Regions from separate parts of the Sus scrofa genome. Here all the other regions are linked to region 5. A link is a contact called in public Hi-C, HiChIP or PLAC-seq and promoter capture Hi-C data. All regions are on one chromosome and are shown on one strand. Each heading gives the region's core, a stretch centred on a gene start, on an enhancer-like site or on the middle of the called end of the contact. The rest is flanking DNA. Distances are from core to core; before and after follow the strand shown.

Evidence for each region. Promoter capture Hi-C pulls out the DNA fragments that hold promoters and counts their contacts. Hi-C and Micro-C count contacts between places; a contact is called where the count stands out from the background. HiChIP or PLAC-seq counts read pairs in DNA pulled down with a chosen protein or histone mark.
Region 1: an H3K27ac HiChIP or PLAC-seq map of alveolar macrophages shows a contact between it and region 5. The contact joins the enhancer-like site here to the promoter of RBM4B in region 5. A contact is called at or near these places in 2 of 5 promoter capture datasets (fetal skeletal muscle and liver), 10 of 47 Hi-C or Micro-C datasets (embryonic fibroblasts, fetal skeletal muscle, liver and 3 more) and 2 of 2 datasets of contacts at active chromatin or transcription factors (alveolar macrophages and skeletal muscle).
Region 2: a contact with region 5 is called in a Hi-C map of liver, with 4 times the contacts expected there. The contact joins the promoter of ZDHHC24 here to the promoter of RBM4B in region 5. A contact is called at or near these places in 1 of 5 promoter capture datasets (liver), 3 of 47 Hi-C or Micro-C datasets (heart right ventricle, liver and skeletal muscle) and 2 of 2 datasets of contacts at active chromatin or transcription factors (alveolar macrophages and skeletal muscle).
Region 3: a contact with region 5 is called in an H3K27ac HiChIP or PLAC-seq map of alveolar macrophages. The contact joins the promoter of PELI3 here to the promoter of RBM4B in region 5.
Region 4: a contact with region 5 is called in a promoter capture Hi-C map of fetal liver, with 6 times the contacts expected there. The contact joins the promoter of NPAS4 here to the promoter of RBM4B in region 5. A contact is called at or near these places in 4 of 5 promoter capture datasets (fetal liver, fetal skeletal muscle, liver and 1 more), 8 of 47 Hi-C or Micro-C datasets (embryonic fibroblasts, fetal liver, heart right ventricle and 5 more) and 1 of 2 datasets of contacts at active chromatin or transcription factors (alveolar macrophages).

The regions. Positions count from the first base shown.
Region 1 is chr2:5,609,210-5,613,506 of Sscrofa11.1, forward strand. C2H11orf80 (type 2 DNA topoisomerase 6 subunit B-like) reads right to left here. Exons shown (of 13, transcript XM_021082776.1): 11 at 1,648-1,746. Among named protein-coding and RNA genes, the nearest start is that of RCE1, 16 kb to the left of the region's middle. Within about 2 kb of position 2,257, at least 1 of the 83 cell types and tissues checked has an H3K27ac peak or open chromatin away from gene starts, as enhancers often do. A contact at or near this core is called in alveolar macrophages, where this site is marked.
Region 2 is chr2:5,872,741-5,877,190 of Sscrofa11.1, forward strand. ZDHHC24 (probable palmitoyltransferase ZDHHC24) reads left to right here and starts at 1,769. Exons shown (of 3, transcript XM_003122494.6): 1 at 1,769-2,165; 2 at 3,576-3,853. The coding sequence starts at 1,885. It overlaps ACTN3 (alpha-actinin-3), which reads right to left and starts at 1,039. Exons shown (of 21, transcript XM_003122492.4): 1 at 815-1,039. The coding sequence starts at 964.
Region 3 is chr2:5,956,841-5,961,385 of Sscrofa11.1, forward strand. It overlaps PELI3 (E3 ubiquitin-protein ligase pellino homolog 3), which reads right to left and starts at 2,946. Exons shown (of 8, transcript XM_013994053.2): 1 at 2,794-2,946; 2 at 1,536-1,773; 3 at 915-986. The coding sequence starts at 1,687.
Region 4 is chr2:5,993,220-5,997,929 of Sscrofa11.1, forward strand. NPAS4 (neuronal PAS domain-containing protein 4) reads right to left here and starts at 2,721. Exons shown (of 8, transcript XM_003122496.5): 1 at 2,402-2,721; 2 at 1,544-1,695; 3 at 1,268-1,370; 4 at 880-1,153; 5 at 589-698; 6 at 105-240. The coding sequence starts at 2,576.
Region 5 is chr2:5,744,366-5,749,262 of Sscrofa11.1, forward strand. RBM4B (RNA binding motif protein 4B) reads left to right here and starts at 1,909. Exons shown (of 2, transcript NM_001123188.1): 1 at 1,909-2,320. The coding sequence starts at 1,909.

The sequences.
Region 1 (4,297 bases), core at 1,007-3,506, 130 kb before region 5:
ATGCCACTGAATTACTTGGAAACGACTTGATCCCTTCAGGTCCTGCTTCTGCTTTTGAGCTTTGTTAGGCCGAACCAGAGGAGTGTCTACTGTAGATGTAATTTTTCTCCATTCCTGAGGCAAGACTATTCTTAGTATTCTACCTAATACTCCATAAATTATGACTTTCCTCTCTGTTTGATGGGAATAGGTACTATTCCTGGCCCTGAGGAAGCTCTGCATTTTGTTCCCTCTAATCCTTCTGGGTGGTTCTTCACTGGGACAGTTTCTTCACCTGAATGAGCCGATCAGTATTCAGCTGAATACTGGAGAGAGGAACCTCTGGGTGCAGCTGTCTCGTCTCGTCTCCAGTACTCTGCCCTGAAAACCTACGCTGCTTTGGCATCCCTGGACTCCCAGCTTCATCTATTTAACTCAGAGAGCCCACTAGGCTCTGCCTAGATGCCTGTTCCCTACGCCCTAGCTTCCCTGCTTTTTCTAGGCAGTGTGTAAGACAATCGTAGGGCTCACTGTGTTTGTTTTCCATCTCAGGAATAGCTACCCCATTCATTGTCTGAGGCCCAAAGTCTTGAGAACCATTGTTTCATATGTTGTATTTTTTGTTGTTGTCCAGATTTTTGGTTATTTCGGGCAGGAGGGTCAATCTGGTCCCTGTTACTTTATCTTGGCCAGAAGTCACTGTATATAATTTTGCCCTTAATATCATTTATTTATTCATCTTTTACTTTAATATCAGAAAAGTCACTGAATATAATTTCACCCTTAATATTGTTTATTTATTCATCTTATACTTTAATTCCTGATTGTTACAAAGGGAGTTAGAGAAGTGGGCTTCAGCTGGAACACTACTACTACCTACACACAGAATCTGGAAATACATACAATTTCCCAGCTATGATTTCTCTTCACTCCTTAGAGAAGCCTGTAACTATCTGACCATCATCAGGGCAGAGACCCCAACTAATGCAACTCTCTATCTCCAGCATCCAAAAAGGTGAATGGGGAGTTCCCGCTGTGGTACAGTATAGTGGGTTAATGATCTGGCTTGTCTCTGTGGCCTTGACGGTTTGATCCCCAGCCCAGTGCAGTGGGGTAAGGATCTGGTGTTGCATAGCTGTGGCATAAGTCACAGCTGCAACCTGGATTCAACCCATGGCCCAGGAACTTCCATGTGTCATGAATATGGCCAAAAAACAGGGGGAAAAAGGTGAATAGATAAAAGTATGTTTTTCATTAGGCAAAGCTAAACATAAGAATTCCACCGTATTGTCATCATCACAAAAGTAGCTACGTGCTTAGCACTTTACATATATGATTGTATTCAAACCTCACAGTGATCATTTTAGGCATGTATCATGCCTGTTGTACTGACAAACTGAGACTTGGAAAGGTTAAATAGCTTCCACAAGAACGTCATGTAACCAGGTAGTGGCAGAAATGGAATTCAAGCAACATCGCTAACCATGCTCTTAGTTGCTATGTAATACTCAATTCTATAAAGTTTTTCTAAACCACAGGCTTCCATGCTGAAAGGCTAACCCGCGATTGCGCAGTCTAAAGCACCCGCACCTACCCACCTGTGTTCAGGGTTCCCACACTTCAACATGGAAGATTTCCATCAAAGTCTGGTTATTACTCTACGCTTACCTGCTTCACCTCACATGAGCAGTGGAGAAGAAACTGGTGCTGGGTGATCTCATGAAATGATTTATGCAGCTTGGTTGCAAATTCCTGTGTGTCAGATGCCTAAAATGGGCCAGAGATAGAATATGCTGAGTTCCAGTACTGCCAACCAAAGCTAAGTGCCCACAGGAAGTTTACATGGGGAGAGGCTGAGACAAAGAGAAAAGCAAACCACTGACATCCTTCGTGTTCCTCAGCTGTTACGGACACAGGAGAAGGAGGAAAAAGGTCTGGGTTATTTGACATGAGACAGGTAGTTGTGGCTCCTAAGCAAGATCTTTCAAACAAGGTCTTTGTTCTCCTCTCTTTAGGAGATAAATATCCCTGAGAGCCACCTGTTCAAGAAGAGGTTATATACACTGCTCTCCTCTAAAACAAGTTCCAAGAGAGGGGAGGTTCTACTTAATAACTGAGGCTGAAACAGGAACGTCTTCTAGGGAGAAAAAGAACAAAGTGACATAGTTTACACCCATCAAGAATGGGTCACAGCTTCCTCTCTTTAGTATAGAATTGTAGCATATTAGAGTCAAAGGGGACCACGTAATCACCTCCTACAATACACTAATTCTGTAGATGAAATTCAAAAAGGAGAAGTGACCCACCCAACTAGCACGTGTAGAAGTTAGGGCTGATTCTAGCATTGCCAGTATAGTGTTCTTCTCACTACCTCGTGCCATCCACATGATCCAGAAAGCTGAAGCTGTGAGAAGATGCACTAGATTATGAAGTTAATTGCTTTGACCAATTAACTCTGTTTATAGAAATTTATTCTGGGAAATAATTCAAAAGAAGCAAGATATCACATAAAGATATTAACTGAAGTACTATTTATACTGGCAGAAAGAATGTAAACAACTTAAACGTCTATCATTAGGGGAATGGTTTATTAAATTAGATTAAACCAACACAACAGGAATATTGGTTAAACACACAGCTGCAACCTGGTCCAGGGAATTTCCATATGCTGCAGGTGTGGCCAAAAAAAAAAAAAGATTGTTCAAACAGGGGGAAATATTAAATTACATGTGAATATAGAATATTTTGGTTATAATTATATAATGCAGATAATATACAAAGTCAAAAATTAAGTGATAAAATTTATTAGTTATTAATTTAAATTTTGTATATATTATACTACCTTTTCAAGAAAAAAAAGTATCAGAGCTCCTGCTGTGGCATAATGGAAATGAATCTGACTAGTATCCATGAGGATATGGGTTCGACCCCTGGCCTTGCTCAGTAGGTTAAAGATCCAGCATTGCTATAAGCTGTGGTGCAGGATGCAGACGCAGCATGGATCTGATGTTGCTGAAGCTGTGGCATAGACCGGTAGCTGCAGCTCTGATTTGACCCCAGCTTAGGGACTTCCATACACCACAGGTGCAGCCCTAAAAAGAAAAAAAAAAAGTACAAAAAAAAAGGAAGCAACCGATATGGAATGAATGCGTTACCCTACTGATAATACCAAATGGTCAGCACACATTGAAAGGAAGGAAGGAAAGAAACCAATATTTATTAAGAATCTACCATGTGTTATAAAGGTTCACATCCAGCCCTCTACTTCATAATAGCCCTGTGTGGGACTATTATTTTTTTCCAATTTGTAGATGAAATTCAGAGTTCAGGAGTTCCCGTCGTGGAGCAGTGGTTAACGAATCTGACTAGGAACCATGAGGTTGCAGTGCAGGTTCAATCCCTGGCCTTGCTCAGTGGGTTAAGGATCCTGCATTGCCGTGAGCTGTGGTGTGGGTTGCAGATGCGGCTCGGATCCTGCATTGCTGTGCTGTGCTGTAGGCCGGCGGCTACAGCTCCGCTTCGACCCCTAGCCTGGGAACCTCCATATGCTGCGGTAGTGGCCCAAGAAATGGCAAAAAAGACAAAAAAAAAAAAAAAAAAAAAAAAGAAGAAGAAAAGAAATTCAGAGTTCAGTAAAGGCCTAAGTCCACATAGCCAGCAAGTAAATGAGCCAAGGTTTGAACTCAGGCCTCTGTTCCCAAAACTTGTTACACTACTCCACACTGCTAAATACATGTAATCCTTACGGTTGCTCAGTTATTTCCAAAATGTTCTGTCACCATGAGGTAATAGAACCTTCTTCAATAAGAAGTTGGGAGGGGGGAGTTCCCTTCGTAGCTCAGTGGTTAAGGAACCTGACTAGGATCTATGAGGCTGTGGGTTCGATCCTTGGCCTCACTCCGTGGGTTAAGGATATGGGGTTGCCATGAGCTGTGGTGTAGGTCAAAGACGTGGCTCAGATCTGGCATTCCTGTAGCTGTGGCATAGGCCAGTGCCTACAGCTCCAATTCCACTGGGAGCTTCCATATGCCATGGGTGCGGCCCTAAAAAGCAAAAAAAGAAAGAAAGAAATTGGGAGGAATTCCCATTGTGGCTCAACAGTCATGAGCCCAACTAGTATCCATGAGGATGTGGGTTGATCCCTGGCCTCGCTCAGTGGGTTAAGAATCCGGTGTTGCTGCAAACTGCAGTGTGATGCAACATGGATCTGGTGCTGTGGCTGTGATTTAGGCTGGCAGCTGCAGCTCTGGTTTGACCCCTGGCCTGGTAACTTCCATATGCCACAAGTGTGGCCCTAAAAAGAAAGAAAAAAAAAAAA
Region 2 (4,450 bases), core at 519-3,018, 130 kb after region 5:
ACAAGGCTGGGCCTGGGTGGCAGCTGCCCATGTGCCCCTCTCAGGTCCTCCAAGGCGCTGCCTCAGCACAGAGTGACCATCTGGTCAGAGAGTCAGGTTACACGTAAGGAAACCCAGGGCTCCCCCCCACCCCCCCCACCCCCACCTGTGGCCTTTACAGCAGACTCAGGGCCCCTGGGGTGGGGAGGGGTATCCTGGGAAAGAATCGGGGTGGGGCAGGCAATGGGCAAAGACCCTCAGGTTGCGGGGGTCCTGTTTTCTGACAGTGTATGATTTGGGTCCTATCTCGGCCCCTTTCTAGGCCTCAGTTTCCTGATGCGACAACTGGGATAGGTGAGCATGGACATCACACTGGAGAGAATAGGGAGAGGGTGAGAGGGGGGTCTGGGACGGTTACCCCTTCCCCCACACTCCAAGTCCACTATTTGCTTGGCTGCAAGTCCTCAGGTGGAGTCTGGGAATATTTCACCAGAGAGTTGGGGGTGTGTGGGGGGGCCCCACACCCCCACCCTCAAACTTGGATCTCCTGGGCTTCGCTCACCCCATATTCCTTAGCAGAAATGGAGCAGTAGGCCCAGGGGAATGAACCCTGGGGGGGGGGTGGGGAAACTCTTCTTATCCTAAACCACTGGAGGGTCCCCCAGCCCCCTCTTCCAGCCCTGGGAGACAACAGGGGCTGATGGGCAGAGCCTCGGCTAAGGAATAACACCGAGGTTTAAGACAGGCTCTGCCCCTCACCTGCTAAGATGCCAAGGACAAACCGCCTGGCTTCTCAGGCCTCAGTTTTGCCATCAGGAAATGGGCTAGCACTCACTTTCCTCTGCTGCTTCTCCCAGGCCGGGTCCAGCAGCAGGTCGCGGTCCCAGTCCTCCTCCTGTTCCATGTACTCGCCGCCCCCGCCGCTTCCGCCTGCGAAGGGCCCCTCCCGGGTCCCCAGACCCTCGGGCTGCATAACCATCATCATCTTGCTTGGGCTCCTGGCTCCGCTGGGCTCCGCGCGCTCCAGAACTTGGGGACCGCATTAAGTAGCCGCAGACCCAGCCCCGGATCGGATTCGCGCTAAATATGGGGGAAGAGGGAGGGGCCGGATTGGGGCGAGGGCGCTCGAGACCAGGCAGGAGGTTGTCCTGGGACTAGGAGACTGCAGAATTTTGAGGCGCTGGGGTGGATCTCATAGCGGAGATCCGGGATTCGCGTTTTGGCTCCTGTGTGACTTTAGGAAAGTCACGGGCCCTCTCTGAATCTATTTCCTCAGGTATACAACGGAGATGACGATAACAATAGCGGTTGCAGACCTCTCTAATCTGCCTTTGGGGTCTCCTCCTGACCCTCTTCCTGCGCCCCCTTGGTGGGAAACAAGGAGCATTATTCCCATTTCACAGTCAGAAACACCGAGGCGCAGAGTTGATTTGAATGTTTTCTCGGGTGACGAGGGGAGACACTAGAGGAGGGGGCGGGGCTTCAAGCCAACTGGATGGGCCGAGGCAGGGCTATTAATATCGGGGCGACTAAGGGTTGAGGGAGAATGTGCTGAGCCGGGAAACCCGGACGCCACTGAGGCTGCAACTCTATCTTCTTTGGCGAGCCAGCCAGCGGGACGGGGACTCAGCAACGGCGGGAGGGGCGGGGCCTCCGCGGGTGGGCGGGGCTATAACGGCGCCGCCCTACCAGGCTCTAGCGCCGACGAGGTTCCAAGCCTTTCCTTGGCTCGTTCGGCCGTCCAATCACATCTCGGTATCTGCCTGCCGCCGCCTGTGAACCGGAAAGCTCGCCTCACCTCTTCACAGCTTCTATTGGTCGTGGCAGACGTCCTTTTGACACTATCCCCGCCCCGATACGGAAGCGGCGGGGTACTCCCGATCCCACCGCGGGTGGGCCCAAGCCATGGGGCAGCCCTGGGCGGTGGGGAGCGCCGAGGGGGCACACGCGCGGCTGCCCCTTGTGCTCACTGCGCTGTGGGCCGCGGCTGTGGGCTTGGAGGTGGCCTACGTGCTGGTGCTTGGTCCTGGGCCTCCCCCGCTGGGACCCTTGGCCCGGACCTTGCAGCTTGCCCTGGCAGCCTTCCAGCTGCTAAACCTACTGGGCAACGTGGGGCTCTTCCTGCGCTCGGATCCCAGCATCCGGGGTGTGATGCTGGCCGGCCGTGGTCTGGGCCAGGGCTGGGCGTGAGTGGGGCACGGGGTCTGGCAGGGGTGGGGTGTGGGGCCGGGGGAGCTTGGGGCAGGGGGAGGGCCCTAGGACCTGATGATAGAACCAGTTTACAAAGATCCGCTTGTTGGAGCCAGAGAACTCCTTTAGAACCAGAAGCCACAAGAAGTATCATTCATTCACTTACAAACATTGAGTACCTACTGTGTGCAAGGTACTGTTCTAGGCACTGGAGGTGCAATAAAACGTATTCCTGATTTTAGCGGAGGAGGGGGCAGATGATAAACTTCAGGTGTAATAAATAAACAAATAATATAGAATGTTAGAAGCTGGTGGTGGTAAAGAAACAAAAAGAGCAGCTTAAAGAGGATGCAAATGGCAGTTTGAAACAGAGTGGCAGGCCTCATTGAGAAGGTGGTATTTGGACAAAGACTTGAAGAGGGTGGGAGAGTTAGCCCCACTCATCTGGGGAAAGAATGTTCTAGGCAGAGGGAACAGGCAGTGCAAAGGCTCTGAGGCAGTTGTGTGCCCAGCATGTTCCAAGAACAGCCAGCCAGCCAGTGTGGCTGACGTGGAGTGAGATGGGGGAGAGGAGAGGTTAGAGATGTAAACCTTTGAATTTGTGGCTTTTTACTAGAAGCGAAATGGAGAGCTGTTGGAGGGTTTTGAACAGAAGAGGGGCATGATTTCAATTTTCTTTCTTTCTTTTCTTTTTTTTTTTTTCCTTTTGCGTTTTCTAGGGCCACATATGGAGCATATGGAGGTTCCCAGGCTAGGGGTCTAATCGGAGCTGTAGCCACCGGGCTACGCCGCAGCCACAGCAACGCAGAATCCGAGCCACGTCTGCGACCTACACCACAGCTCACGGCAACACTGGATCCTTAACCCACTGAACAAGGCCAGGGATGGAACCCGAAACCTCATGGTTCCTAGTCGGATTTGTTAACCACTGCACCACGACGGGAACTCCTCAATTTTCAAAAGATCAGCGTTGTCAGGTTCAATCCCTGGCCCAGGAACTTCTGAATGCCACATCCGTGGCCAAAAAAAAAAAAAAAAAAAATAGAAAAGAAACATCCTGGGGACAAAGGTGGAATCAGGGAGATGGGGCAAGAGGCTGCTGCAACAATCCAGGGTAGAGTTCGTGGTGACGGGCCACAGTGGTGACAGTGGAGATGAGAAGTTTGCTCTGGATGTTAGAAGCCAGAGAAGGGGCTCAGGACTGGGGCTGTCAGAGCTGGACGAGCCCTCAGACCTGCTGTTCTAGAAGTGGAAGAAGGGTCTGGGAAGTAGTGCTCGGCTTGCATATACCCAGCGAGGGCTGTGGCTGTGTCTGTTCCCCAGGACAGGTTCAGGGGCTGACCCGGGCATGATGTGGGGCAGTTGGAGCTGCCAGGGGAACTGACCCTGTGGTTCCTTCCCTGCAGTTACTGCTACCAGTGCCAAAGCCAGGTGCCGCCACGCAGTGGGCATTGCTCCGCCTGTCGCATCTGCATCCTCCGCCGGGACCACCACTGCCGCCTGCTGGGCCGCTGCGTGGGCTTCCACAACTACCGGCCCTTCCTGTGTCTGCTGCTTCACGCCGCAGGTGTCCTGCTGCACGTCTCTGTGCTGCTGGGCCCGGCCCTGTCAGCTCTGCTGCGAGCCCACACGCCCCTCCACACGGCCGCCCTCCTCCTGCTGCCCTGGCTCATGCTGCTCACAGGTGGGGAGCCGGGGAGGCTGAGGCCCATCCTGGGGGGAGATGGGATTTCTGGCTGGTTCTCCAGGCAGTGCCCTGGGACCCAGTCCCAATGTCATGACAGGAGGTGAGGGCAGCCAGGGATTCAGCTGGGTGTACGCGCTGGCAAAAGAGTAGACCCTCGGAGTTCCCGTCGTGGCGCAGTGGTTAACGAATCCGACTAGGAACCATGAGGTTGCAAGTTCGGTCCCTGCCCTTGCTCAGTGGGTTAACGATCTGGCATTGCCGTGAGATGTGGTGTAGGTTGCAGACGCGCGGCTCAGATCCTGCATTGCTGTGGCTCTGGCGTAGGTCAGGGGCTACAGCTCCGATTTGACCCCTAGCCTGGGAACCTCCATATGCTGCGGGAGCGGCCCAAAGAAATAGCAAAAAGACAAAAAAAAAAAAAAAAAAAAAAAAAAAAGAGTAGACCCTCCACGCAGGTACAGAGTCCAGGCTGAGATCAGGGGAGGGTACCTGGAGGCACTGGCAGAGGAGGAAAGACTAGGGGTATTTCACTGCGGGGGCGGGTGGGGGATGGTGAGGGAGTATTGTAAGTCCAGGCGGGGGCATTCTTGTTTT
Region 3 (4,545 bases), core at 1,696-4,195, 210 kb after region 5:
CAAGGACCACTTGAATCAGAATCTTCCCTGCCCCACACAGGGAGGTTCTGGTTCTATACATTTGGAATGGGCCTGTTAATGGGTATTTTTCAGTGTGCTCTGCCGGTGGCTCTGATGTCCAGCCACGGTGGGCTTTCGCTGCTCCGCAGAGAACAAATGACAGTTAAGAGGGCCTACCCTCCCCCCCAGGGCTGAGCCCTCCCCCATCAGTGGCCTCACCCTCAGCTGCAATGCCTGCTCTTCCTTTGGGACAGCACGCAGCTATGTTTCTAATGCAGGTACCCCTAAGAGGGGCATCACTTTTGCCCTTGTAAGCTCTTCCCACATAGGGTGGGTGGGGCAGTTCCCTTCAGGACACAGGCTCTGGGCTTGGACAGATAAACCTGGCTCTTTCACACATCACACACCCTTTTTAAGATGGGGCTCATTTATCAGATTCATTGTGAGAACTAAACAAGATAAAGCATTTAAAAATGCTTGGCACAGAGGCATACATCTAGCAAGTTCTTGATAGATGTTAGCTATTGTTGTTACCACTGAAAAAACTAAAAGCACGTGGCATGTACATGTCAACAAACAGTAATCATTATTATTTCTAAATAATCATCACAGTGGCAACATAGTGGCTCGGGTACTTTCTTCAGGGCAAAGAGAGAGTCCAAAAGGAGGTACAGAGGGGGGAGGAAGGAGAGGAGCCTGTGCCTGGGGCGAGAGCAAGGTGGATGGTGCAGGGATCCTGGTCAGGAGAAGACCAGGAAGAGATGAAGTCTACTCAGCCATCAACTCACGTCGCTTCCTCTCCCCTGGCCTCAGTTTCCTCATCTGTAGCGTGAGGGTCAGCTGTGGCTCAGTGAAAATGCACTAGAACCTAAAGTAAGAAAGACCTGGGTCCAAATCCCAGCCCTGCCACTTACCAGCTGTGTGCCCTTGGGCCAGTCACTTCCCCTCTCTGAGCCTCGGTTTCCTCACCTCCTTCCTCACAGCATCTTTGTGAAGATTGAAATGAAATAATGTCCATGAAAGGGCTCGGCACAGGCCTGCCTCCCAGAACACTTGGTATACGTGCCGGGCACTGTTTTACGTGCTTTGCGGAAATCACCGCATCCATTCCTGCTGACAACCCTCTGAGTTATTATTACCATCGTCCCTACTGGTAAACGGGAAAACAGAGGCGCAGGGAAGTTAAGCAACTTGCAGAGGCAGGATGTGAAAACCAAGCAGTTTGGATGGCGTACCAGAGTTCTTCGCCCCGGACTATACACACTACATGCTTTATGAAAGGCAGCTGCCGTTACTTTCTTCTGCTCAGAAACTTAGGGGGGCAGTTAGAGTTGTCTCAGTCATTTATGAAAAATGGGAAGATTAAAATAACAATTGTGAATTGAAGTGGATTTGGGCAATTTTGTCTCTCACCTGGGAGGGGGAGGAGGGACAAACAGCAGAAGGCTGTAAGTGGGGTGAGCTGGGGTGCTTGGTCTGGCTGTCCTGTGGGGTGCCTGGTGTCCCACCCCTCCCCCGGAATCAGGGAGGCTCACCCCAGAACGATGAGTTCACCGTATTTGATGGGCTCCTCCCCTGGCTGTGCATCTTCACCGGGAGAAGAGAGGATGCAAGAGCCCTGGTTCTCTGGGTGCTGGAGGTCTGAGGTTCGGGGGGACCCCACTTCAGGGTTTCCTTCCAGCACCATTCTGGGCAGAGTGAGAGAGAAGAAAGAGAGCTTTGCAGCCTCTCATCCCAACGCCCCTCAGTGCCAGCTGCTGCAGGCCACCTAGGCTGAGACCAGAATGACCTTTCACCCACACTGTTGCTATGGCAACCACTAAGCTGACAGGGTTGCTGGAATACCCCAGAAGGGAGATGGATGGAATGGAACCGGGAGGGAGGGGCCACAGTCAGAGGGTCAGAATGTTCGGCAAGGCCAGAGGGATGGACTGGCTTGGGTGGCCAGAAGCTTCTTTTTGGCCAGGACCTCAGTCTGGGATCTGCTTGGGAGAAAGGCACCCGCAGGGGCTGAGGGCCCTTACTGCTCGTCTTAGACTCAGTTCCTGGGTTTTGCTTTCAGCCCTAAGACCTCTGAGTAATCCTTCGGTCAGGTTCTTGGAATCTACCTGTCCATCTTAATCTTTCTGCCCCTTTGCCAGTCTAGGCCTCTGTCTGTTTTCTCAATGACTCTCTGTCCCCACCGCTGTCCTTTTCACCATCTCTCCCCACCCTCCTCTCCATCTCTGCCTGTCTGACCACCTCTACCTCCTTATCCATCTGCCTCAGTCTCCCTATCTTGTCTTCACCCTGTGGACCCCTCCCAGGCGGTCGCCCCCTCCCTCCCTCCCTCAGGTGTCAATCTGCAGTCCCTGGGCCGCCCCGGGTCTCTGGAGGCCTGTGGGGGCGGAGCTCCCCCCTCCCGCTCGGGCTGCAGCAGAGCCTGTCTCCGCAGGAAGCCTGTTTGGAAAACATCTCCGCGCAAGAGGGACTGCGCCGGGGCAGGCCGTCGCCCCGCGCCCGGGGCAGGTACAATGACAGCCCAGCGCATACGCAGATATACACCCGGCGGCCCTTCCACACAAACACGCGCGCGCACGCACACAGTTCCGCACAACCCGAGCCCCGCGGGCAATGCCCAGACGGGCGCAGAGCCCACCCTGGACCCGCGACAGCAGGAGCGATCGCGCAAAGAGCCACAGGCGCCCGCCCTCGGACCGAGTACCCCCGCCACTCAGACACACAAACACGCCCCCCGCGCCCGCTGGGGCCCGCCTGGCGAAGCCCGCGCCCCCTCCGTCCCGGCGGCCTCACCTGGCCGCGCTCCCGACCCCCGCTCGGCGCCGCCTCCCTCTGTGCCTCGCCCTGCTCGGCCCAGGGGCCGCTGCAGCGGGATGGGCCCGGCCCGCGGCGTCTCCGCGCTGCCTCGTCACGGGGACACCCGGGGCCCAGGGAGGGGTATGAGCGCGAACAGCCAAGCCCCACCCTCTGCCCCTAGGCCCCGCCCCGTGTAAGCCCCGCCCCACCCAAGACTCCGCCCCTTGCGGCGAGCCTTAGCCCCAGTCGGCAGAGACCCTCCCATTCTCGAGATGACGCCCCTTATATGGCCCCGCCCCGGCCCTTGGAAGCCCCGCCCACCACTGTCTTAGAACCGCCCCCGCCCAACTTCGCAGCTCCAGGACTCTCAGGCAGTTTACCAGAACTCCCTCCTCCAGTTCGGCTCCCCAGACCACGCCCTAATTTGGGGGGACTCCCGGGTTCTCCCTGAGACCCTAGCTTACCCTCACCGACCACAGGCTAGGGTCTTGGCACTGGGCTGGAGGTCCCTTTCCCTGCCTTAGTCTGGGGACTCTCCACTTCCTGCCCGAGACCCCGCCTCCCACATGGGGAAGCCGCGGCATTAGAGGAGGAGAGAAGCAGGGGCGGGAAGGAGAAAGAGAAGGAAAATACTAGAGGACGCGGGGGAGGGGGTGTGCGTCTGCAGGAAGGCCGAGGAGAGCCGCTGCGTTTGACTCCCAATTGCAGACCCGTCTTCCAGCTCAGCTTGGCTACTTTCTCACTGGGCGGCTCTGGCCACCCTCCCCACCCCATGTCCAGGAACACTCCCTCCCTCCAGCTTGCACAGACCACCCGAGATGCCACAAAGAGAATGGAGACTTTTGGGGGTTTGTAGTCCCCTCTAGGCCTGGACTTGTAAGAGAATTCCTCTCTCTGTCTGTGCCAGGTGCTGTGTGCTGTGATTTGAACAAAATAAGCCCTTTAAGAGAGTTCCCGTCGTTGCTCTGAGGTAGGAAGTAGATGGGCCCCTGGGCTGAGAATAGCTGGGACTTGTTAGGCTGAGTAAATTGGGCCTTGTTTCTCTTTAACTCTTAAAGGAAAAAGTTAATTGCAGGAGCCGAGCTCTGCTGAAGTGGAAAAGAGATGACCGGTTCCATCACTCTTGGGGTCAAGGAGACCTCCCCAATTACACATACGCTGTAAGACTCCTAGGGGTCGGAAAGGGAGGGGGCTCCAGGCCATAATAAGTCCTGCCAAAAGATGTGCATACCTATTGGGGAGGGTCCCGTGCCCAGTCTGGTATGAGAGATAAAATAAGATAACTGGCCAAAGGCAAACAAAGACCCGGAAGAATTCTCCTATATAAGTGATTTAAATCACCTCTCTGGTGCGCTCCTCACTGGGGGACACTGGCACCCACACTCCTCTACTTCTGACTCAAATAAACTACTTCTCTGTGTGCTCTCCCACATGTTGTAAGGTGACTCTAACAATAAACTTTGTACCTATTTTCACAGTCTTTGCCTCCTTGAAACAGTCTTGCTTTCAACAGGGGGCAAGAGTCAGGGCAGTTCTGTCTTAGCCTCTAGCTAGTCTAGTGGCTGGGATTCCTGGTTTTCAACCAGGATATTCAGGTTCAATTCATTTCCTGAGCAGAAAATTAAGATCTCGCTCCAAGCCATCACTCATTGCTGTCTTTCTGAGATCAACTCAGCAGTAACAAACCCGACTAGTATCCATGAGGACATGGGTTCTATCCCTGGCCTCACTCAGTGGGTTAAGGATCCA
Region 4 (4,710 bases), core at 1,471-3,970, 250 kb after region 5:
AGGCATCCGGTAAGGATTTGGTGTCCATTCCCAGAGAAGTTCTCTAATGTGTTTTTCCTCCATTCCACCTCAGCTGCCTCCCAGGCCCCTGCCTTGCAGCTCACCTGATTGGGTAGTTATTGGCAGTAATGGGACCCTCTGGACCTTCTGAGTATAAAAGACAATAAATCCATGCCCAGCCTCCAGGCTTGGCCAGCAGTCTCACCACCATCTCTGCCTGAATATCTCCACTCTCAGCCACTGGGAGGAAAGAAGAGATGCAGAGTTAGGACATCCATCAGGCAACACCACCTAAACTCCCCCTTTACTGATCTCTCTACTGAATGGGGGTATCTATGGCATCCTTTATTCTGACTACCCTAACCTGCACCATTCAACTTCCCACCTTGACCTCACCACTCAGAGTCCCCCAGTCTTGACTCTGTTTTTGCTTTGATTCTTCACCCTAGTGTTCACCCTATAGTATCCAAAACCATTGAGCTCTGATATCTCCCCAACACCAGCCCTGATCACAGCCCTTCTTCATCATGTTTCCCATATGCCCTTTCCAAGGTCCCTGTCTTGTCCCCAGCCTCTCTGGACACTCACACAGGCGGTAGTGTTGAGCAGAAGCATGGCCCAGGTCTTCAGGGTGCAGCAGTCCATACCATGATTTACAGAGCAGTTCACTGCGCTCAAAGCCCAGGTAGATTAGGACACTGGGAAGGTGGAAAGGGTGAGGTCAGCTTTCTGTTTTCCTTGCTTGATATCCAGGCATCTCACTCCCTTCCATGTCCTCTATCCCCTTAGAGCCCATCCTCCCTGCCCCTGATTCCAGAATCTAGGGTCCCCTCACCTCTGGCCTGACTTTGTCTTGGGGTCTGAACATTCTGGGCTTACCTTTCAGAGATGTCCAGTAGGGCTAGGTCCTTAGCATGACGGCTCTGGAACATGGCCAGGAAGAGAGAGGCAGGGCCAGGACCAGGGCCAGGGCCAGGGCCAGGCCGGGGTCTTGTCTCCAGTGGGGCACAGAAGGCTGTGAACACAGGATTTCCTGCCCAGTAGGCTCCAGGTGGGTGAGCATGGAATCGGCCTCGAATAAGCACCAGTTTGTTGCCTGCACTCTGGCGCCTGAGTGACTTGGAGGTGTTGAAGCGACAGCGGAACAGGCGATCTAGGTGAGTGAAGAGAAAAATCGGTAAGCAAGTGAATGACTGAGATGGTAAACAAGAAGGAGCAAGGCAACGGGAGGGATATTAGATTGAAGAAGGGAGAAGCAAGTTCTTACCAGTGTCCAGGGAAGAAGGCAGGCTGAGTTGCTGGCGCACAGTTAGGTGGTCAGCTGGATCAATGATGTCGTAGATACTATCACCCTGGGCAACCAGATCCACCTGGAGAAAGATAAAGAAGAGATGACCATTAGTGAAGGCAACAATCCCTGGTACATAGCATCTTGTAGGATATAACCCCTCCATACCCATTAATTCTCAAATTCTCAGAAGTGGAAAGCTATTATGTCCCCATCTGTGCCAGAGCCCAATCTGAAAAGACCCTCAGGACTCACCATGGAGTGGCCCAGATGCTCGCTCACACTCTCAGACAGATAGAGCAGCTTCCCCTCCGCTGTGAACACAAGCAGAAAGCCAGGTAGTGCTGCCACTATCTCTTCAAGCTCTTGAGCTGAGAGAAGCCCTGTGGAGCCCGCCAGAGGAGTGCCTGCAGGGTAAGAAGATATGATGAGTCAGGAATAAGGCTGAGAAGCGAAACAGAAGTGAGAAAGACATGGACTGAGTTTCAGAAAATCCAGAGGACTTTTTCATGGACCTGCCTCTGCACACACCTGTTGACCTGCTGTTCGCAGCTCTTGCCCGGGGAACCTGTTGCTGGATCTCTCTAGCCAGCGAGCCCTTCGACCTCTAAGTCGGGGCTGGGGCATCTGCCGGTATGGGTTTCAGGACCACGGACAGCGCTCCCGAAGGCTACTGAGCATTCAGCACCATGGGCAGTGCCCTGCAACCCCCGTGGCTCTGTCAGCACCGCGGACAGCGCTTCAACAGCTGCAGAATTGCCCTTCCAGTATCTCTAACGGCGGTTGTTTCCCCATGTTTTGGCAGCTCCGTCCCTGCAACTTCCCGGGCTTCCCTCCCTTGGCTCCCGGAGCTTCTCTCCGCTGGTGGGGACTGGGGCCATCGTGTCCTGGCTCTCCTCCTGCCATAAGTCTGGCACCAGGGACACTGCCCAAGCTCTCTAACCCTCATTCAGGTTTGGACAGAGCTCAGGAGGAAAAGTAGGAAATCCTGAGTTCTCCAAGTTCCTCCTCACCCCAGCTCGCAGACACGCTGCCTTAGACCTGAGGCAGTCCCAGCGGGTTCCCTCAGCTTCACTATCCCTGATGCTTGGGTCTCAGCCCCAGTTTGCTCACCTCCAGCGAAGAAGACGCCCTTGCGAGTGTAGATGCAGGCAAGACTCATAATGTGCAGGTAGGACAGCCGGACCTTGTCTGCTTCGGCCAGAGGCAGCAGCTCCTTGAGATTCCGGATCTCAGCGTTGATCTGGTCGCGGCGCGCCTTGGAGGCGCCCTTGGTGGAGCGGTACATGACTAGCGGCTTCAGAGCTCCAGCTCGAGCGCTCCGAACACCTGCGTTCCTGTCCGGACGCACCGGTGGCTTCCTCCTCCTTGCTTCCCCGTCTCTCGCTCAGGCTCGCTTGCTCGCTCTCTCTCCTCTCCTGGGCTCCGCTCGGCTGCGCTGCCCCCCTCGCCTGCCTTGTTCCGCCTTATATAGCTCCCGTCAGGCGTGGGGGGCTCGCTTTAGAGAAAGGGGGGGCGGGAGGCTGGGCTAAGCTAGCTGCAGCGGGAGCTGCTGGCTGGTGGGGGGGGCGCTCCTCCTCCCTCCCAGGCATCCAACGTCATCCCATGACGTAGAACGAGAGCGGGAGGGGTGCCGGGGGGTGGGGAACGCGGAGAAGGAGGCTGCGGAGGGGGCCGCGGCTGGCGGCAGCTGAGCCGAGAGGCAAGCGCTGCGTTAGGAAGGCCTGCAAGGGGGTGCAGGGACCCGAATGTGTTCAGCTGAGGGAAGGGACAGGGCAAGGGCTGAGGCGGTCTGAAGCCCCTGGCAGGAGAGTCTGCAGAGGGCAGAAGGGACTGGTTCCGTCACCGATTTTTCTAAGGAGATAAGGGAATGGGGAAGAGCAGAGTCGTACACAAATTCCCCCTCCCTTTGTGCCAAGGTCACGTTCTTTCGGGGGAGGGACGGGGGGAGAAGGACCTTCCTTGGCCTCTGTGGGATAGGTCAGAGCTGGGGTTTCTCTCTAGAGATTACTCAACTGTGGGATTCCCTTATCACTTTCAAAGAACAATTCTCCTCCCCCTTTTCCAAACCCAGGTCTTGGCGATTTCGCAGGGGGAGTTTAGTTGGGGGCGGGGGTCTAAGCTTCTAGGATGAGTGGGAAAAGGGTCCTGGTATCCTGAGGGAGAGGGACCAGCTGAATTTGGCTTCGGTTCTATTTTCCCACAGCCCAAAATAGGAACACCTGCACCAACTCGGCAGTCTGCAGTGACCCTTTGTTTCTCTGTCCACTAATTAACCTCAGTCCCTCACGGGGGGAAACTGAGGCCGGTCCCAGGGCCTGCGGAGAATCTGGGTCTACACCTAAGTATCCCTTCCCCCATTGCCAGCCCCAAAGCCAGCGGCTGCCCCCGCGCGACTGCAAGGCTCGGTCTCCCCGCGGGCTGGGGGCGGGGGCGGGGCCGGGGGAATCCCAGCTCCATATTAGGACAGGAATCCTCCCGCGGCTGCCGCAGCAGCAGCAGCAACGGGCGGGGCCTGGCTGCCTCCGCAACGCTCGGGAGGGCTCCCCCTCTGCCTCCTGCGGGGAAGATGGAGAAGCAGCAGAGAAACGAGGGGGGGCGTTCTGGACCCTCTGCAGGTTCCAAGCACCTACCAAGGACCCCTTAACTCTGTCAGGCTGTCCACAGTGCTTTCCGACCCCCTCCCCATCATCAGCGGCAGGACTTCTCCCTGTGTCTCCACTTTCAACGCTCCACATACCCCCCTTCCCCCGGCCCCAGCTAGTTTTGTTACCTCTTTGCCTGCTTAGTGGTCTGTCTCAGCTTTGTGAGCCCTCTACCCACCAAACGTTCCCCCTCTGCTCTCTGGAGTCTCTCTTCTTTCCTTTGTCAATTTTGTCTCAACATCATGTCTCCTTTGCTCTGTCTCCCTCCTTCTTTCTCTTTTCAGCACCGGTGATCACTGTCTACAGGGGCTGAGGGGTGCCTTTGTTTCCCCTAGAATCCCATGAAAGTAGAAAAATAAGCTATGGGACATTCTATCTGAAATCGAATTCTGTGGGGTAGGGGTGTGTGTGCAAAGTCACTTGAGGGGCTGGGTTAGGGTTAGGGTTAGGAAATGAGGTCACTTAGAAGCAGGGGGAAAGGGGAGTTCCCATCGTGGCGCAGTGGTTAACGAATCCGACTAGGAACCATGAGGTTGCCGGTTCGGTCCCTGCCCTTGCTCAGTGGGTTAATGATCCCGCGTTGCCGTGAGCTGTGGTGTAGGTTGCAGACGCGGCTCGGATCCCGCGTTGCTGTGGCTCTGGCATAGGCTGGTGGCTACAGCTCCAATTAGACCCCTAGCCTGGGAACTTCCATATGCCGCGGGAGCGGCCCAAAGAAATAGCAAAAAGAAAAAAAAAAAAAAAGAAGAAGAAGCTGGGGGAAAGGGATCGGCCTGC
Region 5 (4,897 bases), core at 659-3,158:
GAACAGTGCCTCTTCTGAAATTGCCGGAATTTCAAAAAGAATTCAGGGAAAGAAACATAACAAAGTAGTTGGGCAGGAAGAGAGCAGCCTGGAGAATTTGTGCCTGATAGTATCTGAGAGGATATCAAGGAGGAACGGTGACTGACAACCAACCTGGCATGCTCTACCTGCAGATAAGCTCAGGCCATCCATCTCCATAAATGTCTATTCTTTGTTCAAAGCTAACAGCGAGTAATTCACATTAATAACTTCCCTTCTTGCCACCAGGAGGTGCCCTTGGACCACAGCTGAGTTCTGAAAGCGAGGAAGTGCCGGGGAACTCAATTTCCCAGCCCTCCCGCGGCTTGGTGTGCACGTGGGGACGCTGGGCTACCCCTGAAACAAGCACCCTCTCTGGGCCTGCACACCAGGTATTCCTTTGGTGTGCTCGCCAAGGACCAGAAACGCGAATGACACACAATTAGGGCCTAGTTCTCTAGCTAGGGAGGGAAAACTCGCCTTTCAATACATATGACAAACGAAACTTAACTAAGTTAGCCTCTTAGAGCTACTCAGCTCTGCCATTTTTAGTCCTCCGTTTCCTCACCAATGAATAATGTTTGCAATTTAAAAATTTTTAATTATGTTTAAAAACTCTACAAAGAAAGATTAGGTTTGCCTAAAATGTGGCGCGCCCGTATTTCTCAAACGTTCTCCCAAGCGGCCGTAGAGGATGGCCAGGCCTCTGAGAAAACCGCCTTTTAGCGGACCCAGTGAGATAACCCTTTGTCATCAGCCACTGCCCTCCTCCCCCACCCCCATGGCCCAATAGCACGATCCATTGTGATGCTTAGTGACTCTCCCGGGCTTCTGATTTCACCCAGGCAGTGGTTGCGTCCAGAGCCCTTCTGACGCAGGAGCTCCGACCCGCCACCTTCCAGGGTGGTGATTGGCTACCGGGGGGCAGGGGGCGGGCTGACCTCCGCGCCGCAGCGCCGTCACCAGCTGGCCCCGCCCCTGTATCGGGGCGGCTGGGAGCCGAGCCCCGGGCAGCCATTTGTATGCGGCCGCGGGATTGGTCGCCCGGCTCCCGCGAGGGGGAGGGGAGGGAGGCAGCGCGCACTCGCGCGTGCGTGAGCTGGCGCGCGAGAAAGGGCCCGGTCCCGCCGAGGCTCGAGCGGCCGTCGCCATTTTGTAGGGTTCTCTCTGACGCGGGAGCCGCCGCCACCGCCGCCGCCACCCGGAGGTGCGAGGGGTTCTTGTGGGTGTGTGGGGGGCCTGGGAGCGGGCCGGGCCGGGTCTCTGGCGGACGGGGACGGCCTAGGGTTTGCCGTTCTCCTCACACTGCAAGAGGTCCGGGAAGACAACGGGAGGAGGCGGGGCCGGGTCTCCGGAGGGGGCGGGGCAGGGGTCAGGTCGAGTCTTTGTTGGGGCGAAGGAACTGGAGTTGGGCCGCTTGAAGAGGGGTGGTCCTAGTTTGGGGCCAAGGAGGCCTTTTTATTCCTAGAGTATCGTGAAAGGTGATGCTGCACGGAGGAGAGGTACCCAGATTTCCCTCCAAAACCGTTGTTACCAGGGACAGTCAGATAGATGCCTCTTGCTCCCAGCTTGGAGTCTTCTCGTACCTGCTCCCCCAAAAAGAGTTTTTTAAACCAACCCTGTGCTTAGAATGTGCCTCATTTTACAGAGATGTTGGACTATGCAATGCATGCTGACACCCGCTCTGTTTGCACATTACACAGAGCTTACACTACTCTTTCAAAGCAAATCTTTTCCCTCCGCTCTTGGAAGAATAATGAATGTCTATGTGAGGATCTTGAAGATGCCAAGAACTTCGGAGGATTAATCCAAAATGCAGTGTACCGAAAATTTCTCCTCCACTGCTAACTTTTGGAAATTTCGTTTCTTTTCTCCCAGGCTCTTGTCAGGATGGTAAAGCTGTTCATTGGGAACCTGCCCCGGGAGGCCACAGAGCAGGAGATCCGCTCACTGTTCGAGCAGTATGGGAAGGTGCTGGAATGTGACATCATTAAGAACTACGGCTTTGTACACATAGAGGACAAGACGGCGGCCGAGGATGCCATTCGCAACCTGCACCACTACAAGCTGCACGGGGTGAACATCAACGTGGAAGCCAGCAAGAATAAGAGCAAAGCTTCAACCAAGTTGCATGTGGGCAACATCAGTCCTACTTGTACCAACCAAGAGCTTCGGGCCAAATTTGAGGAGTACGGTCCAGTCATCGAATGTGACATCGTGAAAGATTATGCCTTCGTACACATGGAGCGGGCAGAGGATGCGGTGGAGGCCATCAGGGGCCTTGACAACACAGAGTTTCAAGGTGAACTGCCCTGGGGCCTGGGTGGCGAGAGTGAGTGGGGTCTAGTTCTAGACAGAGGCAGAAACACAGGACCATGGGTCTGGTAGGGTGGTGTCTTCCATTCTATTTCGGTTGGAAATAATAGATTGTATGTTTACCACACTTCAGCACAACTTACTCTTGGAGAAGCAAACACTTCTCCTTTTCACCTTTGCCAAGATGTTCCTCAGCAACTTTGTAGAATCTCAAACAGTGGGGGTTACCTTATCCTGCAGCCTTCATTCACTTAAGTGCTGTTGGAGGTTTAATCTGCCTGGGCCAATGAGTACCTCATGGGAGAGGGGAGGACGAAGGCCTGTGGCTTACCTGCTTCTTTTATGATATGATGGAAAGTGTTATATTAGAGAATTTATTTAATTTTTTGGACTGCGGCCACAGCATGTGAAAGTTCCTGGGCCAAGGATCGAACCCACACCACAGCAGTGACAATGCCAGATCCTTAACTTGCTGAAGCACCAGGGAGTTCCTTTTAGTTTTATTTATTTATTTATTTATTTTTTGAGATTTTAAATGGTTAAGATTTATACTCTTTACTGCTTTGAGGTATGAGTTATGGGAAAGGAGAACCGAGACATCTAGAGGTGTTCCTGGTGGTGACTCTGGATTAGCTCTTTGCTCAGATTTGCTCAGTACTGTGAACTATACAAGCAGGTCCAGAGACCATGGCAGGGACTAGACTGTTCCACTTACTGTTATTTAACTCGAAGGGAAAAAAAGAAAATTTCTAAAAATATTAGGTTGAATGGGAGTGATGGTCCTGCTTATGAGATTTGCAGTAAGGCTGCTGTATTATTTATGTTATTAATAAAGGTACATATGTTGTCGTTAATGCCAGGAGGTTGTCTGAAGACTCTAGAACTGTGCTCATGTGGTAGCCACTAGCCCCATGTGACTTTTAAATTGAAATGAAATTTTAAGATTTGGTTTCTCAGTTGTGCTGCACACCTTTCAAGCATTCAGAGTCATATGAGGCTAGCGGTTGCTGTATTAATGCAGATATGGAACATTTCCGTCATCACAGAAAGTTCTGTGCATAGTGCTCTTCTACAAGTTTCTTGTTGACAGCATCATCTTGGACAACAGGTTTACAGCCACTTTTCAGGTTTGTAAATTAAGACCTTTTTTCTCGAGTGCCGCTAAAGGGGTTGTTAACACTTACTCAAGAGTCCTCTACTAAACCTAGAAAACAGAAAAGAAATGGAAAGGAGAAAAAGGTGACCAGAAAAGGGTAAGAAAGTTTACCAGTAGTAGAGATTGCAAATAGTGTGTCAGATATCTCTGCCTCAGCCAGTGGTGCCCTGGCCTTTAGCTACTCTTTAAAGCACAGGCAAAAGTTGTAACTTGTGTAACTTTGGGCAAGTGTCTTAATCTTGCTGTGTTTCATTTCCCCACTTAGAAAGGAGAGTTAATGACCCCTGCCGTACCTCCCTCACAGGATGATAGTGAGCCCAGAATGAGGTGCTAGGCGTGAGAGTGTTTTGACGTGAAAACACTGTATGATGAAAGGTGAGGGGTTCCCTTCATGGCTCAGCCGTTAATGAACCCGACTAGGAACAATGAGGATGTGGGTTCGATCCCTGCCCTCGCTCAGTGGGTTAAGGATCTGGCGTTGCTGTGGCTGTGGTGTAGGCTGGCAGCTGTAGCTCTGGTTCGACCCCTAGCTTGGAAACTTCTGTATGCAGCAGGTGCGGCCCTAAGAAAAAAAAAAGGTGAGTGGTGTTGGCAACAAGAAGTATATTTCTGTTATGGTTAAAAAACTTCTTTAAAATGTGGTAGTTAGCTTTCCTTATGTATATTTTTCTTTTAGTAGTCTGGAAGCTGTTGCACTTCATATAGCTTTAAAAATATTCTTAATTACCGTCATTTGATGAAGGAGAGGACTGTGAATGGACAGTGTTGGGAACTGGTGTTCTCTTTTTACAGGCAACAAGCAAAATGTAAAAATGCGGCCTGAGTTAGGTACAAACTGCAGAGATATTCTAGGATAATGCTGCATGTCCTTACCTTTTTTTTTTCATCTTGTATAATGAACTTTTATTGACATGGAAAGTAGTCATTAAGAACAGGGGTTTTCATGAGTTGCTGTCGTGGCTTAGGGGTAACAAATCCAAGTATGCATGAGGACTGGGTTCGATCCCTGGCCTCACTCAGTGGGTTAAGGATCTGGCGTTGCTGTAAGCTGCGGTGTAGGTCACAGACCCGGCTGGGACCTGGCGTAGGCTGCATGGCTCCGATATGACCCCTATCCTGGGAACTTCTGTGTGCCACGGTGTGTCCCTAAAAAGACAAAAAAAAAAAAAAAAAAAAAAAAAAAAAGATACCATTTGTTGAAGACATGAAAGCTGATGTCCTCAACATAAGGCTTAAAAATTTTTTTGTTGTTGTTGCTGGGAGGCGGGGGGCGTGCCCATGGCATGTGGAAGTTCCTGAGTCAGGGATCAAACCTGAGCCACAGCAGCCACACGAGCTGCTACAGTGACAACACCGGATCCTTAACCTGCTGCACCACAGGGGAACTCCCATAAAGGTTTTTAAAAT